Regions from separate parts of the Drosophila melanogaster genome. Here region 1 is linked to region 2. Evidence: chromatin contacts called from public Hi-C data. All regions are on one chromosome and are shown on one strand. The core of a region is the stretch at or near the end of the contact, and the rest is flanking DNA. Distances in the headings are between cores, read along the strand shown.

Region 1 (4,735 bases), core at 249-2,748, 350 kb before region 2:
CTCGAGTAGCCGACCTCTAAGTCCGGGCACGGCGGTGCAAAACCGCTGCTATGCCTGCGGCCAGCTAGTGGTGAGTACGATATTGTGAAATGTTGCTTTCCAGATTTGTAAAATTAAAAATTCTTCGTTTCAGAATCGTCGTGCCAGCGAACGCTTCATAAAGCCAGCACTGCCAACGCCCATGCTGGGCCTGAACACTTCCGCACCGAACGTGCTGACCTCAACCAACCCACTGCTGGGCATTTTGGGAACCGGCAGCTCCTCATCGTCCGCGTCCGTATCAGCTGGGAATGCCGCTGGCGGCTTTCTCTCGAATCTGGGAGGCGAACGCCTAAGCCTTGGCTCGTCAAATTCGGCTGGCGGCAGTGCCACCTTCTTGGCCGGCGGTGGAGGTGGAGGTCTGCTGGCCCAGCTCACTAGCCACTCCAGCGCTTCGTCGTCGTCGTCCAATTTGATGAACATCAGCCTGAACAACTCGTCCAGCGGCAATCTTGTTAACAGCAGCAGCAACTCCTCACTGTCGGCGTTTACGCCAACCAATCCGCCCAGCTCGGCGGCCACGGCCTTTATCCAGCCAGCCAGTCCAATGGACACGTCCACCTGCAAGGACTAGGAGGATGCAGTAGCTCTCGCACAGGGATACAGAAAAATCATGACTTATTCACACACTTTCACACGAAAACACACTATATTCATAAACACGCACGCATGCAAGCAACCAGTTTAACGATCCTAAAAACATAAGAAAACACAGAAACAAAAGATGAGAAAGTAACTATCGTAAGCTTCTCCAGGGCGACTCAAAGTCGCCACATTTATATATGGTTAATATGTATATGTATGTTCTATTTGATCAAAATCTCTTAAAACCTTTCAATAACGGAATTCCTAGGCGAACGAATATTTAGCGCTAATGTTTAAGATTTGAATGTTTTTCTAATTTCGCTCGGTTCCAGTTAAAGTTAAGTAAAACACAGCTAATAATGAGATATGGAGGATATAGAGGATGAGAATGAGGATGGACAGCACACGCTAACCAGATCGTATGAATTTATAAAAAGGGTGAATTCTATTCATGTCGAAACCATTTTCCCACAATTCCTTCGCATGTGGGCCTAAAAAATTTTGAAGTATGTTTATGTAAGCCAACAAAAATAAAGTTCAACAATTTAAAATTAAATAAAAATTCGTCCAGAATTTTTTTAAATTAAATTTTGTTTAAATTCGAGGTGCAAGGTTTTCAAAATTGTAGAAAGTACAACTGTAGACACTACAATATATGAATTGTAAACATCATCTGATAGGTTTTTTTAAAATATGTTTTCAGAAATAACATTTTTTTCTTTTGACGAACCACAAGAACAAGAATTTTCGAATTTCCGTTAAATGCACGACAAATGGTGGGGCAACACTTAAAGTATCCCCTAAAACTGCCTTCATACTTCTGCCACTTGGCGTGCACACACTGGCGCGCAGCTGCAGCTAACTTCGCGTTGCAAAATGCTCTTGTGTTGTTTGTGTTTGTGATTGTAAATAAAGGCCAAACAGTCAGCGCGAAGCGTTAAGACCAAAGACTAACCTTTGGGCCAGGCCAAAAAGCGGAGTGTAACACCTCGAGCGAGAGCAAACAAAGCCGCAAAGTGTTCAATTAAAATAAGTGACTTGACTTTGATCTGAGAACCGAGAGAAAGACGGTGAAATAGGTGGGCAGGAAGTGGGAAGTCAATGATAAATGACAACAAAAAAGTGTGTATTGGCCAAAAGAAGCTCGCATTGGTAGCAACGACAGAAAACCATTTACACACACTCAAACAAACAAACACAGATGGTGCTCTTTAAACGCTGCTGCCGCTCTCCCTCTCTTTCACTCACACACATTTAACGACTGCGACGCGTCTCTTGCAAACTTTTTAAAGCGGACGCCAGCGATATTCGGTTCTCATTTCGATGTGGAACGGTAAAGAACCTGTGTCGCTTCCGCAGCCGATTCGCGAAAATAACACAAAAATAGCCATATATTATTTTTGCTCAATCAAATAAATTCCACTGCAAGTGCGTATGTGTGTGTTTGTGTACAGGAAGAGATCAGATAGATCAGAAGCAGTGCAAGAAAGAAAAGTGCAAAGCGAAAGTTTTGGTTTTGATTGTGCAGCATCCGCCATCTCGCTCTGGCAGGCGCGCGTGTAACGGTAGACGTCTCTTTCGCCAACAACAACAGCAACAACCACTCATTCCAAGGAAAGCGAAAAGTGCGCCCTTGTTTGTGTGCGTGCGTGTCTGTGTTTTATTTCCATTTCCACACAAAATCAGAAATAAATTCAATATTCGATCTTCGATTCTGAGATTTCGATTGGCCAGATGTGTTTATTAACAGATTGCGGACATCGTGTCTTATTATGGCCCTATTGAATAAACTCTTCTTTCCGTCGGCAACACCAACAACACCAGCGAATTTAGCGGCAGCGCCCACGCTGACCGCAGCGTCCGCAGCAGCAGCAGCGCTAATTAATAGCCAAACAACAACAGCAACTACAGGAACAGCAACATCAGCTACTACAACAACATTGCCGGCACGTACAGCTCACGCCTCTGCCGGCGTCGCTGCCACGGCCTCTGCTGGCAATAGTTCGTCGTCCGCAAAAGCTACAAAACAAACTTCGCGAAATTATCTAAGGTAAGTGTTTATCTTTTTAACAACAAAACTGCCTAACACCCGGTATTAGTGTATCGATAAAATGCGCGCACAACAAAGGGGGAAAATAGGTGCAGCTGCAAAATCACTCGGAAGCACATACATTCACACAAAGAGAGACGTGCGAAAAGGCGTTCTCATGATGCGTTTCACACTATACATATGTATGTATGTACATACATATACGCCCCGCCCCCTCCACCGGCACTCATGTTCCTCTCTCTTGCACCACCTGCACTTCCTCTTCCTCCTACACCCGTGCTTCGTACGCAAATTGGCAAAGAGTAAAACGAGGACGATAACCCAGCACACAAATTCGGCATGCACTAATCATCGTCACGTACGCCGCTTGCCGCCTTATTCGATAGAATCTGCCAGTCTGGCCAACATGAAAGGACGCAAATCCACAGTGAAATGGCAGTGAAAGCAAAATCTGAGGGGATTACAAAGATGCGTTTGCAGCTGCCTCGAAAACGTAACAAAGGAGGCGCATTATCTTGGTTCCTCTGTTGTTATAGCCACAGTGGGTTCTTCTTAAAGCTACCTGATCTGTTTTTGAAAGAAATTCCTATTTCAGGTGCTTGCAGTTAAGAAGGATTATTCTTCTTTTCTTACATTTTAAAAACTGGTAAAAATTCAGATTTATTAAAGTAAATACATATTTATATTGAGTCGGTTTTGTTGTTTTTAACTAAACAATGTTAATGTAAAATGTTGTAGTTTTCTACTATTTTTTGCGATTTAAATTTATATTTAATAATTTATCACAGGCGAATAATATGGTTCTTGCTGCGCTTCACTGTACTTATATCGATAACGATAGCCTGCATCACAACCAGCTCCACGAAGAAACCAACAACAAGCCCTAAATCACCCAACACCCCCAGCAGTGCATATTGGGTAGTCATGGTGGGTGCATGTGTGCGAGGAGGTGCGTTGATGTTTGGCCATTGCCGTTTCTTTCGCTCGCATGGCTCCAAACCCATCGATCGAGCTGCGCGCGCAAATAACTGTGCCCCACTATGCTCTACCTCTCCCAACGCACTACATGGCTCTCCTCTACGGCCCACAAAGCGATCGGATTGTTCTCGGCTTCATTCGTTATCGCGTCGTGTGCGATGCCCTCTCGTTCGCACTCACGCAGACGTAGGCGTACGTTGGTATACTTTTACGGGTACGTGCCGGGGGAAGGCGGCGGCAACGTCAGGCGCAAATGTAAATAAAAGCGAATCACATGACTTGCTAATCGGCGGTCGCGGCCTGCTCTCGTGATTATTATGTCATACACTTTTTGTTGTTGGCGCGGCGCATTGTTTTTGTTGCCTTTGCGCTTAATTCTCATTTCATTATTATTTATTACACTATTTACTTATGTATGCTGCTGCATACGGCTTACAATGTTTATTTTTGACACTTTTTGCTTAACTTGTGCGTGGGCTCTGATTGTGGCTTTGGTTCCTGTTGCTGTGACTGCGAGTGTGAATGGTACTGTGATTGCGGGATGCTCTGTTAACGGTTAACTGGCGGACACACCCACGTCCGCTTTTCTAGGAACGCAATATTATTGACACCTTTTATACAACTACAATATACAAGTATTTTTAATTTTTGCGAAATCAAAACGGATAAGTTTACAGTTCTGCGAAAAAGTATTTATTTGTTTAGTTTTATGAAACTTCTAATGTGCATATAGTTCACCAGAGAACTATCGGGTTTGAAGGTTTCGTTGAGCTTTCCCCTTATTTTATTTACAACTATGATTTTTTGTTGCTTAGTTTGGCAAACACAATACCATTGAATTTTGGAATATAAGATCCTCTAAAACGCAATTCTTTTTTGTATTTTTTATGTATTTAATAAAAGTTGTATTCACGTCAGTTTGATAACGATCAAAAAACGTATTTCGACAACTCACGATGATACCAAACTGTCGATATGCAAAAAAAACCTAGTGGATAACAAATTTCGGCAACCATTGTTGACAGGGCCCATAAAATGTTTCAATCGTTTTCCCATTTATTTTTGGGGCCATTAATCTGAGGG
Region 2 (4,681 bases), core at 284-2,783:
CCGGCAAGCACATTGTGGACTACTTTCCCGAATACGAGGACTTCTGCAAGAGGCCGCAGCAGGACAATTGCTTTGGCGAGAGTGACTGGACGAAGATGTTCATCAAACAGAAGCTGGTGGATATCACACAGGAGCCGTTCAAGCGACACTCACGGAATCAGGTGGATCTGGGTACCTCGGAAAGGGAGTGCTACTACCACTTCACCGTCGCCACGGATACGCGATGCATCCGTGATGTCTTCTGCGATGTCCAGAAGATGATCCTCTCGGAGAACGTGTCCAGCATGGGCCTATTCTAGTCCAGATCCCGTTGCGGATCGGAGAGCTTCTCAATAAAGTTAAGGGAGGGCTGTCCTCAGGCCCCCACCAACTGTGATCTAGTAGGATATGACTTACATAAGTAGCCATGTAAGACCGTAGATCGTAGTGGCAACCGTATGTTGCACAATGGCTGGTACAACGCTTTAATATATTTAACTGCATTGGGTGTAGAGGAAGAATCCTCATACCGAATGCTCTCACTACTCCTTCAACCAATGTCTAAACTCTAATAGAATATAGCATCTACAATAAACCAAAACACACCCAGACAATTTGAGAATGAGTTTTAAATATTTTTGCACCCAAAGTTTGGGTATTTGGGTCCCATGCAACACAAAGTGTAGCATACTTCAAAGGGCACACACGCTTTGAGCGATCTGATGTTGCCATAGGAAAGGAAAAGAAACCATAGTTGTTTTACTTTTGATCAAAATAGTTTCCCATTCGGAATACACCATTCTACTCTTTATACAAGAATATATAAGCTTCGTATTAAAACATTTTAAAATATAAAAAACATATTGAAAGGCAAAAAGTCATAGTGATCTTTTACAAAATATGCGCTTCTTATTCAAATTAAAAAAAAAGCTTATTCCACTTAAATGCCGTTTATCGATCAGAGCGTTATATTTTGTACGGTCGGTCTTAAATTTAAATGATGGAATCCACATAGTTCTTTACCATCGCTTAACTAATAGCCAAGTTACACACCAATGAGCTGTGGTCCTTACCTAATACCCATTACTCGTAAAGTGATATGGTATTTAAGTTTTGTGTCTACGTATGCAACACGAACAAAGAATCGTTACTTTCAACCAAATCAAAAAGTTAAATAAAGATCGATCATCGTTTTAACTTTTACCAGCTTACGTTCTCCCCAAACATTTTAACGATTCATGTCGGTATAACCATAAAACAAAAATATTCCTGTATAACTCGCGATACTGTTTAATAATTTGGGCATACAAATGCATCTTGCTACGCTTAACCAAAGACACTAGTGGCTTAACTGTTCCTTGCAACATAAGTAAGTTTGACTAGTACCCAATAGGAGTGGAACCAGTGTGCATAGAGCTCCACCCGCACGCAGCTAGATGTGACCGCACGCGAGCCGCAGAAAAATACCGCGATGGCAAAAGTACCAGCGCCATGATTGGTACTAAAATATCTCCTATATATAAGTATAGCGATAAAGCAGCCGAACCGCCAGCTAAACGTTCAGTTCGCTTTGCGCCGGCAAATTCGATAGTTTTTTGAGTTTGCTGAACCGAGTCGCTGGGGCAGAAGTGTGTGACAGCCAGCCGTGTGTGTTGTGATCCAGCCAATTGATACTGCGATAAGAGGCGGCGAGCAAATGTAATTACCTCATAGACATCAGCGTTCGAAAATAGTAACCGTGTTTTCTGTGATATCTGTGTGAGTGCGTGTTCTCGTTGATGTTTTGCGGTGGTTTGGTTTCCTCCTTATTTTGCGCCCCTTTTTTCTCATCCGATGCTGCGAGAGAGAACGAAAGAGAGGAGAGGCAAAAACATATTTCCCAGACATTTGCTGATTTAACCGAGAACTTTATCGATTCAGCAGGAACCAGAATACGAATGGAAAAAATTCGGCAAAGATCGCGTGTTTTTGCGTGAGAGCAAAGTTAGGGCGAGGAGGGGCAGTTTGTTTTTCGGAAACATAAAAACCGCTAGGAGCATCGAAAAAATTTCACTAGAAATTTTTGAAAGCGCTCGCGCAAAAAACCGGATATGTTACTCAAAAAGAAACAACAGAAAAAGCTTCCAAATCAAACCAAAGCGAAGCTTATGGCAAAACGAAATCACCTGTGTGTGCGAGAGTGAGTGAGAGTGCGTAAAAGTGTGAGCGCGTCGAGTGTGTGTATGATTAGTCGCGTGTCTGGCATGCAATTAGGCATTCAAACTAATTTCCCTCCCACCGGCAAGTTGCCCTGTCTCATTTGTATTTTGCTGGGTTTCGCTGTTTGCTTATGCATTCCTTCAAGTTCTTTTAATTCGCACGAGACTTTCGTGGGCAGAGAAAAAGAGGAAGAGAGAGCGCGCCAGACTGGCGCTCTCTGTAAACTACCACAATTACACTTTCCGTTACAGCCACCCCCTCACTCATGTGCTCCCAGAACACTGTGAGAAAAGTGATGTAATAACGGGGTAGCTTACAGGACTCAGAGTGTCCCTGGATTCAGCTATTAGTATTGTGATTTCAAGATATAAAAGTAGAATGTTAAAAAAAACCAAACTCGGAGACTCCAAATGTATTTAATTTGTAGTTTTAGTGTAGTTTTTCGGCTAGAGATTTTGGGGATCTTAAAATTCTCACATTTAAATTAAATATTTAAAATAAAACTCATGCACATTTAACTAAACTTAATTATTAATGTCAAGATTTTACCTCCGATTGACGAGCAATGTTTCTCTTTGTGTATCAAGTTGTTTGTGTATCCATTTAAGCTTCAGCACGAGGTGTGAAAAGTGTGAAAAGCGGAAGAATGTAGATGAAGATAACCACAAAGCGTGCGCCATTCATGAAAGCGTTGCACATCCCTTGCAGAGTGAGCAAGAGCGGGAAGGTGTTTGAAGGGGTGTGAGAGGGAAGAAAGATTGAGTAAGAGAGAGCCATGGACCAACGGTGTTTTTTTTGTTGCCTGGCAAAATCAATGAAATGGATGAATGAGAGGAGGAGTGGTGTGGGACGAAGGGGAAAGGAAGGTCGCCGAGAAATTTATGCGACAAAACGCGGGCTTTTTATGTGCCTGATTGTGTGTGTGTGTGTGTGAGAGAGCGCGTGTGAGTTTTGATAAGGGGGAGTGGTGCGGAATTTTTACTGAATTAAGCTTTAAACATCGTCGTGTAAAATCCCCATTACTTAGGAAACAGATAAGATACTGCAATCAGTAAAAAAAACTAAAAACATTCGACTCGAAGATAAATTGTAGTTTTAATAATTAAAGAATGTTCCCATAAGTTAAAAAATTATATTCAAAGTGTTTTCCTTTTTGTGTGCCTATTTTAAAAGTACGTAATGTATAAAAAAACAAAGTCATACAGAGCAAAATGAGAAAATTTAAACCGTCCTAGTTCATTGGGTACTTTCAGTATATTATTTTATTTATTCAAATAAAACAGCTGTATAGCTCGATGTATATTTAAATTAGTTTTTAATCAGCAGAAGCTAAAACCTATTGTTAATATTAAATTAATATTAATTTAATAAAATCGTTCTGGTGTACGAATAGCTATTTCTAATACGAATAGCTATATTCCTTAACAAAGTTGTACAAGATCTTTGACAAGATAGTTCTGAGTACATTAACTAATCTATCTCTACTTTCTTGTCAATCCACAGCTGCATATAACCCAAGTAACATAGCCACCAACTCAAACACATAAAGCCCACCAAAATGATCAACATGGACATTAGCGTTACGCCCAATTACTCGTACATCTTCGACTTCGAGAACGATTTCATACACCAGCGGACGCGCAAATGGATGCTAGAGAACTGGACATGGGTGTTCTACTACTGCGGCATCTACATGCTGGTCATCTTCGGTGGTCAGCACTTTATGCAAAATCGGCCTAGGTGAGTCTGCCACACTGAACTGAACTATGTGAACTAAAGCAGTTTTGCGATTAAAAAACATGTGTTCTTTGGTGGCTTAGATAGACAATTCAGTGAAATAACGGTTGGGTTAAGAACTTGCGCCCTTTGGCCTTGGAAAATTATTAGCTGGCGGCCGGGGAGCGGCGTTAATTACACCCACAAGTGCACACGCCCCTTGCAGTCGGTAGAAACAACTTTGCTGTTTATCGAAACCAATCCCTGGAAACCCCTATATTGACTCAGTCGCGCTTTGTTTCGGTTTATTCTCCGGAAAGACTGGAGTCCAAGTGTACATTTGTTATTAGCCCAGACAGCTGTTGAGTTCCACGTGTAATTATATTAAATTACGGCTAATCAAACACTAATGTTGTAGGTGAATCCTCAACTCGGGCTCAAATAGCCAACAATTCGCATTCGCACCTGAGCACGCACTATTCAGGTGTATTTTCCGATGGCTAAAGACCTATTTGATTGGGTATTTTAACAATTTTTCCAACAGTCAGCGCTGTTTGTCCCCTCCTTGTTACCTGATTTACCTGTGGTGGATCCAATTGGCGGCTATTCGTGCTGGCAATTGTCTCGTTTCGATTCGCTTCGTTTTTGCCTATGATACTGTGTTTGCCTTCCTGCTTCTAATTGTCGTCATCGGGCTTTGTGGCCAAATTAAGTTGGGCTCGTGACATGCCATTTAGACAGTATTTTTGCAAGATCATAATTCAGTTTTGTCACCTGGTTTGGAGCT

Evidence for each region. A called contact is a pair of places that touch in the nucleus more often than the background predicts.
Region 1: a contact with region 2 is called in a Hi-C map of the Kc167 cell line, with 2.0 times the contacts expected there. A contact is called at or near these places in 2 of 107 Hi-C or Micro-C datasets (the Kc167 cell line and the S2 cell line).

Annotation. Positions count from the first base shown.
Region 1 is chr3L:17,009,328-17,014,062 of dm6, reverse strand. It overlaps CG3764, which reads left to right and starts at 1,498. Exons shown (of 7, transcript NM_001275048.1): 1 at 1,498-2,674. The coding sequence starts at 2,397. CG6664 reads left to right here. Exons shown (of 5, transcript NM_168710.3): 4 at 1-70; 5 at 134-1,177. The coding sequence ends at 613.
Region 2 is chr3L:16,658,467-16,663,147 of dm6, reverse strand. It overlaps Baldspot (baldspot,), which reads left to right and starts at 1,533. Exons shown (of 5, transcript NM_140652.4): 1 at 1,533-1,677; 2 at 3,682-3,918. The coding sequence starts at 3,737. It overlaps Galphaf (G protein alpha subunit f), which reads left to right. Exons shown (of 5, transcript NM_079394.3): 5 at 1-591. The coding sequence ends at 299.